Linked DNA regions of Zea mays: region 2 is linked to region 1. The links are chromatin contacts, called in public Hi-C maps. All regions are on one chromosome and are shown on one strand. Each heading gives the region's core, a stretch centred on a gene start, on an enhancer-like site or on the middle of the called end of the contact. The rest is flanking DNA. Distances are from core to core; before and after follow the strand shown.

What was found. Hi-C and Micro-C count contacts between places; a contact is called where the count stands out from the background.
Region 2: a contact with region 1 is called in a Hi-C map of ear, with 5 times the contacts expected there. The contact joins the promoter of LOC100272779 here to the promoter of LOC100304289 in region 1. A contact is called at or near these places in 3 of 25 Hi-C or Micro-C datasets (ear, endosperm and tassel).

What each region holds. Positions count from the first base shown.
Region 1 is chr8:68,443,627-68,446,689 of Zm-B73-REFERENCE-NAM-5.0, reverse strand. It overlaps LOC100304289 (Eukaryotic aspartyl protease family protein), which reads left to right and starts at 1,506. Exons shown (of 2, transcript NM_001165731.2): 1 at 1,506-2,296. The coding sequence starts at 1,728.
Region 2 is chr8:68,746,181-68,749,243 of Zm-B73-REFERENCE-NAM-5.0, reverse strand. LOC100272779 (50S ribosomal protein L21-like) reads left to right here and starts at 1,407. Exons shown (of 5, transcript NM_001147232.2): 1 at 1,407-1,875; 2 at 1,964-2,044. The coding sequence starts at 1,450. It also overlaps the pseudogene LOC109941512.

The sequences.
Region 1 (3,063 bases), core at 257-2,756:
TAGGGGACCTGACAGTCCTCTATATTTAGAGGACAGGACCCTAAGGGTGCTGTTGGAGACAGTCTTACCGTGCCTTGTTGGAGCTAGCCTTATCCTGTGCTGTTACAGCACCGCCAACTTATCTGTTTTCGTAGGTTATCTATGGATAAATTAAATACGGGATGGCCTAAATTCAAACACACTGCACGCGTGTGTGCTGTACATAACTAACGTGTGCGTGACAGGAAGATAGATGTCGAGGCGTGTAGTAAGCTTACGGACGGATTTCAACAAACACCTGTACTGTACGTTTTAGCTTGGTCGTTGTGTGCGCGTGCTGTCCATCGATTGGGCTGGGTCGGTGTCTCCTCTCCTCTCCCTTGTGCCGGTCATCTCTATCTCGTGAGGCTACCTCCGCCAAGCGTAACGGCAGCGGCCGCGTGGCGGCGCGCATGCGTCACCGCCCCTTGTCGACGCGGGCAAGGGCAACGAATGTGCAGCCGCGTCATTGGTCGATCGACGTGCCACTTGTCGCCTCCTTGCTTGCGTCACCAAAAGAAAAGACTCCGGGCTCCTGGGAAGCCAACAAGCAGCATGCCTGTGCCCACGGCCCACGCAGCCAACGCTGGATCGGTCGCTCACCGGAGCAAACTGCAAACGATGACAGGGGCCGCCTGTGTGTCACTGACTCACTGTCACCTGCGGCTGCGGACGTGCATGCACACCTGGGCGCGCAACGTGGCACGGCATGGGTGGCACAACGACCAATGTGCGCGCGGAGCCCAGCCATGTAATCTACAGTAGCACAGCAGCTGCTGGTCCGGACAGAGATTTGGCACGTCCAGACAGTATTACGGCCCCACCACGGCACCACGCCAACGACCGATCGAGTGTGCATGTAGTCAGGGCACTAGCAGCTCTGCACCTGCGTCTGTCCTGGTTCAGCGCATAGTGTGAGTAGGAAGGACCGAAGGAGTAGGTGCTGATTGGGGGAACTGATCTGATCGGAATCGCCAATCAGGACGGCGAATCCGGCTTGCTCGCCGTCCTAGCTAGTAGCTGCCAACGGGCATCCGGAGGACCGGACCCGGGCGAAATCATCTTCTGCAGATCGCATTGTTGCCTACCTTTCGATTCCTTCCCCCCCGCCCTGAAACCAGCCAGCCGGTGATCTTGCAGAGCTGGATTTCTGTCGCGATAAGATAGCCGTTACTGCCGTAAGATTTCCATGGATGGACTCGAATGTGAGGCCCACACGAACATAACATGCCTGGCAACTAGAGCGGCCGGGCCCATGGCCCACGGCGGACAGCGAGCAAATCTCCGGCGGGCAGGAACCAGGAAGAAGGAAAGGAGATCATCTATCATCCTGGCTCGCTCGACCCGGCCGCCAATCAGTCGCGCTTGCCAAACGCCAGCGAAGCGCGCACGATCCGACCCAACCCAATCCACGGGCAGAGCGCCAGCCATTTTGTTTATAAAAGACGACGTCTCCCCCGCTTCGCCGTCACGGACGCAGCCAAAAACTCTGCTCCGCTCCGGCCACCTCCCTCTTCTTCGACTGAGTAAACACGAGCAGCCGAGCACGCGACCCGACAACGCTCGCGCGGAGGCCGAAATGCCCGCTGCTGCTCCTCTTCCCAGTACGTAGCAGCGGAACATCGTCGTGGGTCGTCCGCCGTTGCCATCGTGTGACGGCGTGAAGGGATCGGATCGAAGGAGGCCGCAAGCCAAGCAAGGATCAAGAAATGGCGTCGCGCGGCCACCTGCTGCTACTAGCGCTGCTCGTGCTGGCCGCGGCGGCAGCGGCAGCGTCGGGCGGCGGGCGACAGCACCAGCAGCGGCAGCGCGGCGGGAGGAAGCCGAAGCCGGCGCGGCCGCGGCTGGACCTCGTCCCCGCCGCGCCGGGCGCGTCCCTGGGCGAGCGCGCGAGGGACGACGCGCGCCGCCACGCGTACATCCGGTCGCAGCTGGCGTCCCGCCGGCGCCGCGCCGCCGACGTGGGCGCGTCCGCCTTCGCCATGCCGCTCTCGTCGGGGGCCTACACCGGCACGGGCCAGTACTTCGTGCGCTTCCGCGTGGGCACCCCCGCGCAGCCGTTCGTGCTGGTGGCGGACACCGGCAGCGACCTCACCTGGGTCAAGTGCCGCGGCGCTGCTGGACCACCGGCTTCGGACCCGCCGGCGCGCGAGTTCCGCGCCTCCGAGTCCAGGTCGTGGGCGCCCCTCGCGTGCTCCTCCGACACCTGCACCTCCTACGTGCCCTTCTCTCTCGCCAACTGCTCGTCGCCGGCTAGTCCCTGCGCCTACGACTACCGGTCAGTACCTCACCATCTCCCCATTTCCATTCCCCAAGAACAGGCACCACCGCAGCAGCAGTAGTAAGTGTTGCCGTGTTGGTTGGTGAGCGAGCGGGTGGGTCGGGACCTCACCTCGCGCGCGCCATTACTCGCGCAGCTTTTTAACCGTGCTCCTCCTCCTCCTGCCGGTCTCGCCGCGGCATGGCATTCAATTTGCTTCGCTCGGCAGGCTCTGCTCCTGATTGCTGGGGCTGCTAGTGAGTGCGGGCACGAGTTCATGCGCCTTGTGCTCTTGCACTTGACTGACTCTCCTGTGAAATTCACCCTCTACTACTACATTCAGGGTAGACGTAGACTACACACGACTCACGGTGACAGTAGATTCTAGGGATTGGCCAACCACAAGCAGCCGCAGCACGGCAGCAGCACGTTGTACGGGTCGAGGTTGTCCAGGCTCCGGCCGGGACGGACGAGCGGGCAACCACCACACATTTATTCTTCACCGGCCCCGGCCGCGTCTCTCCGATCCGTCGCGCGCGATCTGGACGACGCGACGCCCCGATCGTTGGTGGCGCGCACGTTGGCGTAGGTAGGGCGGCGTCGCGGCCGCCGATGCGCTGTCGCCTGCCTCCTGTCTCCGGTTCGTTTTGTTTAAAAAAAATGGAGCAACTTGTTCACCCGCCGCCGCCTCGCCAAGTGCCTAAATGCACGCGCCATGTGCTGGCTCGGCGGACTGCCGCGCCCCGTGACCCTGCTTGTGGCGGCAGCTTGGGGAGTTCAGAAAC
Region 2 (3,063 bases), core at 158-2,657, 300 kb before region 1:
ACTTAGGCGTCAGTAGAGAACAACGCATGGGAACTGAAAACAATACATTGAGGAGCTCTACTTGCGATCTGGTAAGCAGGTTCTGCTCCTTGTCCATATCAAAGGTGGAGTTGATGCAGCTGCAGCTCTTTCTTTTCTTGTACTGGTCTGAGCTCAAGGGTAAGGTTACTACTGGCCTGGCGTTGGTTCTGAGCCCATATGGTGGCACCCCGGTCGCCTCTGATATCTTTCGAGAAGGCCTGATCCCTGAAAAGGATACAAGGAGGATCATGGAGCTCATGGTATGCAAACTAATCAAGGTCTATCACGAACTGTTTCTCGGCCAAATATATTGTTCACAAAATTGTTTAATAATTATCTCACCCATTTCAGTTTCAAAAACAGACGAACAATTGCAGGGTGACATCAGGGCCTTGGAGCACGCCTCACACATGTTAAGACAAAGGACTGCATCACCAAGCACAAACTTCCCGTCGGTGAGCTCTTCAAAGGACTTCATCGATGTGTCGGCAGCCATGGTGGTCATGGGCTTACGGCCCTCCACCTGCGGCTGCACTATGGGGAGAGGAGCACCGGGCTGGTGACGAGGCGTGATGCCGAGGTGCCTGGGTTGGTGGTGGTGAGGCCCGAGAGAAGGCTGGACCACGCGTGGATGGTTTACCCCACGCTTAAGATGTGTAGCGATGAGGCCGATGCAAGCGAGATGTGTGCGAGGCTCTGCTGGCCTTGCTCGTTGAGATCGACAGGAAGAAATTTGGCTGGCCGTCTGGTCATGTTGGAGTCCTCGATGGTTTTGGTTATAGATGCAAATGTGTCGAACCAGATAGCACATGCTACAAATGATCGATTTGTTTCCTTTGTTCAAAGCAAATATACTGTGGCAATATGCTACTTGGCTATGTAATGTTCTTCACATTTTAACTTAGTTCTATTTGGAATGGTTTTGGTTTCACCACCTGACTTTATTTAGTAGGAGAGATTCACTTAGGCCATATTTTGCCAAAAGCGCCTTATCTCTTTTTGGCAGGGTTTGGGTTTCTCAAAGAACGGTAAATACTGACAAATTTGTTGTCGTCTGACCAAAATCAGTTTTAACTTTACCGTTTTCCGTTACCTTTCGTTTTGACAGTTTTTTATCACTGCAAAAGAGGGCCTCGGTTATGTCACACTAATATATGTTTAGTTAAATTCAAAAGTATTTGATTTCCCGTGAAATAAGATATACATTTATTTTAGATCAGGGACGTGTGTGGTTTGATATTTGAATTTTTTGCTTGGATTGGACATGGCTCTCATTGGACGCCTTTAATCGGGATTGTCTGATCTGTCACTGTGTTATGTGTAGTCTGATCTATCACTGTGTAGTCTCGTCAAAACCGCTGTCACCGAGTATTTCCATTTCTACACTTTCGTGCCCTCCGTTCCCCTGCCTCCGCCGTCGCCGCAGCCATGGCGTCGCGGCGCTGCCTCCTCCGCCTACTCTCGAGCCGCCTCGTCCCTCAGAGATCTCAACCTTTTGCACCGGGCTCGATCGCGACAAGAACCCTGACCACTTCGTCCGAGGCCCTCGGCCCCCCAGCTCCCGGGGCCCTCCCCTCCCCTCGGCTGTACTACCTCTCGCGCTGCCACTTCGCGACCCGCTCCTCCGGCGACGAGGACGACGAATATGAAGACGAAGAAGAACACTACGACGAGGAGGATAGCGAGGGGGAATGGGGGGACGATGAGGAGGCGGTGGCGGCGAAGAAACCGAGCGGGAAGACGGAAGAGGAGAAGGTAGCGGAGGCGGCGGAGATCGGCTACAAGGTGCTCGCACCGCTCGGGGCTGACGAGAAACCCTTCAAGCCCTACGAGCCCGTCTTCGCCATCGTACAGGTCTGCTCCATTTGGCCTGTCTTTCGATATTTGAGGCTGGGGTTTGGATCTAATGCGTGACTGCGTGTGTGCTTGTTTCTCGCTGCAGATCGGCTCGCATCAATTCAAGGTGAGCAATGGCGACTCAATCTTCACGGAGAGGTTGAAGTTCTGTGATGTGAACGACAAGGTAAAAATTGCGCTTCTAGTGCGACCTGACTGGCTTGTATACATTGAGGCTGTGGCTTGTGTGATTTAGTTGCGCTGTTTGATGTTGCTTTTCAGTATGGAAGCTTTGTGTTCTTCCCTGTTTCATGTATTATCATCGTATATAACGCAATAGAAAAATGTTGCTATACTTGATCGTGTAATGGTATCTAGAATTTCCTGCTTGCAGTGGAACCCCGGTGATATAGCTCTCTTTATGTACTAGGGCTTGGACCATTGTAATTCTGCTCAGTGGTGGAGGACGTGAGAAAAACAAGGTGTAGCTCAAGTAGTGTCGCAAGAAAATAGGAGGGGATCAATGTACATTTTTTATCAATTATAATATAGTACAAAAAATCTGCGAAAAATAAAAAGAGTTAACAATAATATACTTTCTATTTTTACGGTTAACTTCCTCACCGTTGTCCTCTTAACACATGTGTATTTTGTGGAACATGTGCAATCTCTTCTACCATCTCTACTTCAGGTTCATAATAAGCTTATACTCCACTAGCCCGTGTACTTTGTTCACTTCCACTACAACTTTAACTAAAATAAAATATCTCTTCAAATCATGCCAGGAACGGTTTCAGGTGAGCTGTCGTGTGTGTGGGTTTTGGCACTTGGTGTTTAGAGCTATTTTTTTTGGTTTAATATTTGTGCTGGACGAAAGTAAGGTATTGCTTAGGCAATATGGAGCAACATTGGCTCCTCCGCCCCTGATTCTGCTCAAATTTATGTTGAAACTGCTTTGCACTATAGGCAGGGGCGGGCCCACCTCAATTTATGGGTATTCAATTAAATACCCAAGATTTTTGTTAAAAAATATGTATATATAGTGTATAATACATATGTATACATAAAAAAAAGTTAAAACAATATTCGTCTATTTGGGCTACAATAAAAAGGCCTAGTTCGGTTGCTGCTGCTCCGCCGAACATGTACACCCGCCTGAATCAGTGAAACTGCTTGGCTGCTTAACATTCCTCTCTTTCCAAATCT